Regions from separate parts of the Mus musculus genome. Here region 1 is linked to region 2. Evidence: chromatin contacts called from public Micro-C data. All regions are on one chromosome and are shown on one strand. The core of a region is the stretch at or near the end of the contact, and the rest is flanking DNA. Distances in the headings are between cores, read along the strand shown.

Region 1 (2,700 bases), core at 136-2,635, 840 kb after region 2:
CACCCAGGAGCAAAAGGTGGCCAAACCACACCCAGACCTACTTCCTGACCTGGCAAGGCTCTGAGCCCCACTGGCAGATGACAGTTCATTCAAAGGCACTTTTTTTTTCCTTCAAGATTTATTTATTATATGTAAGTACACTGAAGCTGTCTTCAGACACACCAGAAGAGGGCATCCAATCTCACTACAGATGGTTGGTTATGAGCCACCATGTGGTTGCTGGGGTTTGAACTCAGGGCCTCTGGAAGAGCAGTCAGTGCTCTTAACCGCTGAGCCATTTCTCCAGCCCTCAAAGGCACTTTGAATGGTTCCCGGGATGTGGAGAGGGAATAACACCAGATAGGAGACCCTTTCACTCCCACCCTTCCACACATTCGCCCCAGCAGGAACTACACAGACCACACAGTTGTTAAAAAAAGAAAAGTGACATTGTTTATTTGGAATGAAAATATGGTATAAAAAATATTAACACGGAATGGTGGGTTGGAAGCAGGTAACCAATATAAATACGGTCCAATAAGTTAGCGCACCCGCACAGCGGGGCAAGGCTCAGCAAGCACGGGAATATCTTCGGTGAAGAGCAGCGGCGGCGTCACCCGGGGCATCCCCTGGGCTCCTGGGCTCCTGTCTGATGCGGCAGCGTGGGCTGGTTCCCGGCTCAACTGGTCCCGTGCGTTTCTGTAGGGAGAAGACTGAGTCAGGAGCTGCCCGGGTGCAGCTTTTAAGTCTCCAGGTGGGCCGAGCAGCTCCTGCCATGCGTTCCAGGTCCCCTCTCCAAAGGGTTTTCAAAGACGTAGGATTCCCCCCTCCCCCTCCCCGTGGCTTTTAAAATCGAAGTTTTCCCCACTGGGAGGCATGACCCCCATTCACTTTCCCCATGCCCCGTACTCCGACGCCGTGGACAAGTTTGTTACTCACCACGGACCCAGAGCGCTCTGCTCTCCCGGCTCGGAAGGCATTTCAGACTCAGAGCGCTGATACCGGTAGCGGGGAAAGTCTTGCAGCGCCCGACGGTTCTGGAAGTCGATCAGCGCCATGGTGATGGCCGCGTTCCAGCAGCTCTCCACCGTGCAGCGGAAGTCGATCTCCTTGTAATAGTTGGTGACGATGGTGAAGTACACGTACTTAGAGGTGTGCTCCACGCAGTCCACCTTGAGGATGGAGTGGAAAAACAGCTCCTTGGCGGGGCTGGTTTTCCCGGAGAAGAGGCGCAGGCGGTCGGCGGTGAGCACGCAGCGCTTCTTCTTCCATACCTGGAACAGGCTGTCGCTTCGCTTCTCCAGCTCGCCCTCGCAAAGGATCTCGTCGGAGGTCTTCACGGTTTTCGAAGACATCACGATTTTCGAAGCCATTTCGAAAGGTTGCACCAAATGCGCTCGCTCTGCTGCGGGCCGCGGCCGCGGCGTGGTCTTTATAAGGACTCCGCCCCGCAGCCCAGACACGCCCCGGAGTCGGGCACTCTCAATCCCAAGCAGGCTCTCGGAGCTGCCCCCCACCAACCGCCCCAGGCTGCCCCTTACCCATTGCTTGAAGCTACCGCTTATCGGAGGACGGAGGGTGGGGGGCGAGAACTGATTGGCGCCTCTCTGACGGGAGCCCCGAGCCTTCCCTCCAGCCCCAACGTCCCAGCTGCCAGGTGGAGTGACTTGTGGTCCCCTCCCCGCCCAGGCTCCGGCCCTGCCTGCAGAGGAATGCACCTCAGCGGTCCCTGCCCCTCGTGACTCACGGGCCGGGAAGACCTGGGAAGCGCCCGACCCCTAGACTGAACTACCGCGCTCAGAATCCCACTCACGGGGAGACCGAACACGCGGGTCGTGGACTCACGGGTTCTTTCCAAGCCCTGGCCACCGTCTCCTCCCACCTTGGGCGAGCATCCAAAGGCCACCCACTAGACTTTCTTGGGAAGTAGCCCTGCCCCAACAGGCTTTATCACCCAAGTTGCTCCCCAAAGTTGTACCTCGAAATTATCTCAGTTTCTTTTCCCTTCTGTAAAATGGGACAATGACCTTTTAGTAAGTTAGACAGTGAAGAAGTGGAGGAGGAACAGCACCCTGCAGTGCTCAGCCACGTGAAGAGAAAGGCCTGCCTCTTTCCCGTGTGCCCCAATCTAGGCTACAGACACCTCGGGCTGCGACTGTACAACCTCGACGTGCTGGAAACTCACGATGGGGGCGGGGGGGGGGGACGGGAGCTAGCAAAGCTAGCTTGGGGAATGAGGGGACCGACCTAAGGGCTAGGGGCGGCGGGGGCGGCGGGGGCGGCGGGGGCGGCGGGGGCGGCTGAGTCATCGCCTTTCAGTGCAAGATTTTATTTACCCTCTGCCTTTAAAGGTTTAATAGTAGTAGGAAGCAGACGCAGCTCCTCCAGGGTTCCCAGGGATGGGGGAGGGACTGGCCTAGGGACCCCAGGAGTCCCCTGCTATGGTGGGATGGGGGCAGGGGTGCTGGGGTGGGATGGAGGACAGAGGCGCTACAAGGAAACCCTCAGCCCCACCCCTTCCCCCTACCCCCACCCCTTCTCCCACCTCCACCCCTTCCCCCATCCCCACCGCCACCTCCACCCCTGGCTGTTGGAAAACCAGACACCATGCTTCTAGGTGGACTGGCTCCCAGTGAAAACACAGGTTCCTCCATTTAAACAATTGAGACAGCCTAAAACTCCAGTTCGGTGGCCTAGTGTTGTTCTAAGGCAGGTTTATAC
Region 2 (2,700 bases), core at 119-2,618:
CCAAGCCGGGCTCTGCGCACCCCCCACTCCCAGGGCCCCTGAGAGCCCTTACCTGGAAGCCGGCGACGCTGCCGCCCATCTCCCTGCTGCGGGTATGCAAACCGAACAGCGGGCGAAGGCCCTTCTGCCGGGCACTCCTCTGCCAGCGCCGCTCTGCCCGAGTCGCAGAGGCCGAATGTGCGACGGGACAGAACGGGGAGATGGCTTTTTTGGTGGGGAGGGGGGCGTCTCTTCTGCTTCTTTAGGGTATCTTAGGGCTGGGGCGGGCCAGATATTGTACTTTCGGGGGGGAAAAGGTATCGGGAAATGAGGTCAGCTGTTGTATCAAGGATAGTTGGGGGGCAGAGATAGTGAGAGAGACAGAGTGAACGTGAAAGGGGGGGACCACAGAGAGGGAGAGAGGGAGAGAGGACAGCGAGAGGCGGGTAGGCTCACAGCGGGAGAGGACAGCACGGAGAGAAACAGAAAGCGTATAATTAATCCACTTGGGTAGGCGAAGGCAGAGGGCGGACGTGAGGGGGAGGGAGTCTGAGGCGAGGAGGAACGGGGAGGGGGCAGGAGGGGAGCTTAGGAAAGGTGGCGGGTAAGCGGGTGCGCGAGGGGGGGCGCACCCTAAGCAGAGGAGAGGATGCAACTTCGAAGGACCGAGGACGGTGTTGAGGGGGGAGGAATGGAGGCGTCACCCCGGCCACGGGCACCCAGCTCGGTTAGGGTCGACGGAGCCCTCAGCCGTCGTAAGCCCGGGCTTCTTGTGGGGGGGACAGGCGTGGCGGCGCCTCAGCTGCTCGGGACTGCAGCGAAAAGAGGGGAGCAGCCGGGCTGCGCACCGGGGAGGGCTGGGAGGGGAAGCGCGGGGGATGACAACGCCGGCGACCTGCAAGCCGGACTGCCTGCGGTGGGGACCGCCTCCTCTGGCGAAGCAGGAATGGGGTGTTGAGGTAGATAGAGGAGGAGGCGGTGGGGAGATCCGCAGGCCCGACGGAGCGCGGCCCCGCCGACGGCGCCCTGCACAGGAGTTAGCAGCAGCGAGGTGGCGGACGGCGTCGACGCGGGGCCGCCAGCCCGGATGGAGGCGCTGGCGGGCCGAGCGCGGGCGGGCGTGGGCCAGGAGGCGGGGGCGGCCGGAAGGGGGGGCCGGGGGCCGGCCTGGCCTCACGCAGCTCCGCCGGAGAGCAGGCGAACTCCGGGCGCCAACGCCCGGTTCTTATAGCCGCGCCACCCCGCGGCTCGGCGCCCGCTCGGGCCCCGCTGGCCTTACGCCCGCGCCAATGGGCGTCCGCAGGGCCCTCGCCCCGCCCCGGGACCGCCCCCGCAACTCGAGCCACGCGGGGAATGCGGGTCGGGGGCCCTGGGCACGGGGGTTGCCGGTGGGGGGGGGGAGTGGAGTGCCTGGTGGCAAAGATGGGGGGGGGCTGTGCGCCCCAACAGGCCCACTAAATCCTGGGTGTCTATCCCTAAAAATCGAGGTCCCATGTCATGTTTCCGGGGTGCCCTGTGCTTGTGCAACATGGGCGCGTGGTGCGAACCAACGTGCGTGGCACCCTAGGCCTCAGTGGTAGTGGCAGGACCTGTGCTCAGTTAGAGGGTTACAAGGTAGGCGCATCCCGGCCGACTGAGTTAAGGCGCAGGTAGCTGGGTAGAGGGTTCTCACAGGGACCTACTTGCTAAGCAGGGGACAGTCCCCTGGATCGGCTGGGGGGGGGGGGGGGAGCGCGCAGCCTCCACCTGCCTGAGCAGGCAGGGCGGGCTGTGAGGCACCTCGAATAGCAGCCAGATAGATCTTACTAAGCGCCCCTAACCTCTGCTTTGCCTGGGATCTCCTAGCAGCCTTTGGGGGGCCACCAGGTGCACCATGAAGGGAAGGCTGGCTTGGCCACGCCAAATCTGGGCCCCGCGTGGAGCCCCCGCACAATGTCTGCGCCCTTCAGCAGAAAAAGAAGCAGGGCGGGAAACGTAGCTCAAACCAGACCTGTAAACCAGAGCTCACTGAAGTGCTTCTAAGCGGCGCGCCTTTGGGACCCCACCCAGTATGAGCAGATAACAGTTCCCTGTCCTCAGCACTTTGAATTTGCTTAGTTGCAGGTTCGGCCCCAGGGGCCAATGCGATAATTCCGGGCTATTAAGAAACTCTCCCCGGGTGGTTTCAGATATAAGAAGCCATTGTGATTTTTACCAAGTCAAAATCACTTCTAAACCGGTGCACCTTGTTTCCCTCTCCCGACCTCCGCACCTCTAGGCCTCTAAAGGGCCACTACTGGCGGAAACCAGTGCACCCGGGGCTAACCTCCCGGCCCGACCATCAATCACCGCGCCCGCGCTCTACACTCGCTTCCCCAAGCCCTCGACCTGTAGGGTTGGAGGCTCCAAGCCGCCCGAGCGCTCTGCCCTTCCCGCTTCCTGGCCGCCCAGGCGCTTTCCCTACCACCGCGTTGTTTGCAGAGTGCACACAAAGTGGCGCGCGTTTCGGAGCGCCCAGCCCAAAGGAGCGCTGCCGCCGAGGGAGAAGCCAGCAGCCCGCTCCCGCGCTACTCCGCAGCAGCCCTGAGGACAAACTGCGAGGTAGCCGGTGCCCCGCAGTGGAAGAGCTGGGGCACGAGGGAGCGCGCCACGGGGAGCTCACCACAAGGCCGAAGGTCGGGTCCGCTGGCGCAGGAGGATCGGAGGAGAAGGGCGGGAGAGCGGATGAAGTGGGAGCTGCTG

What was found. A called contact is a pair of places that touch in the nucleus more often than the background predicts.
Region 1: a contact with region 2 is called in a Micro-C map of embryonic stem cells, with 6 times the contacts expected there. The contact joins the promoter of Phlda2 here to the promoter of Igf2os in region 2. A contact is called at or near these places in 1 of 484 Hi-C or Micro-C datasets (embryonic stem cells) and 1 of 115 datasets of contacts at active chromatin or transcription factors (pancreatic cancer cells).

The regions. Positions count from the first base shown.
Region 1 is chr7:143,501,139-143,503,838 of GRCm38.p6, forward strand. Phlda2 (pleckstrin homology like domain, family A, member 2) reads right to left here and starts at 1,386. Exons shown (of 2, transcript NM_009434.2): 1 at 919-1,386; 2 at 410-678. The coding sequence starts at 1,352. The coding sequence ends at 678.
Region 2 is chr7:142,658,312-142,661,011 of GRCm38.p6, forward strand. Igf2os (insulin-like growth factor 2, opposite strand) reads left to right here and starts at 1,369. Exons shown (of 4, transcript NR_002855.3): 1 at 1,369-2,700. It also overlaps a transcript of Igf2 not described here.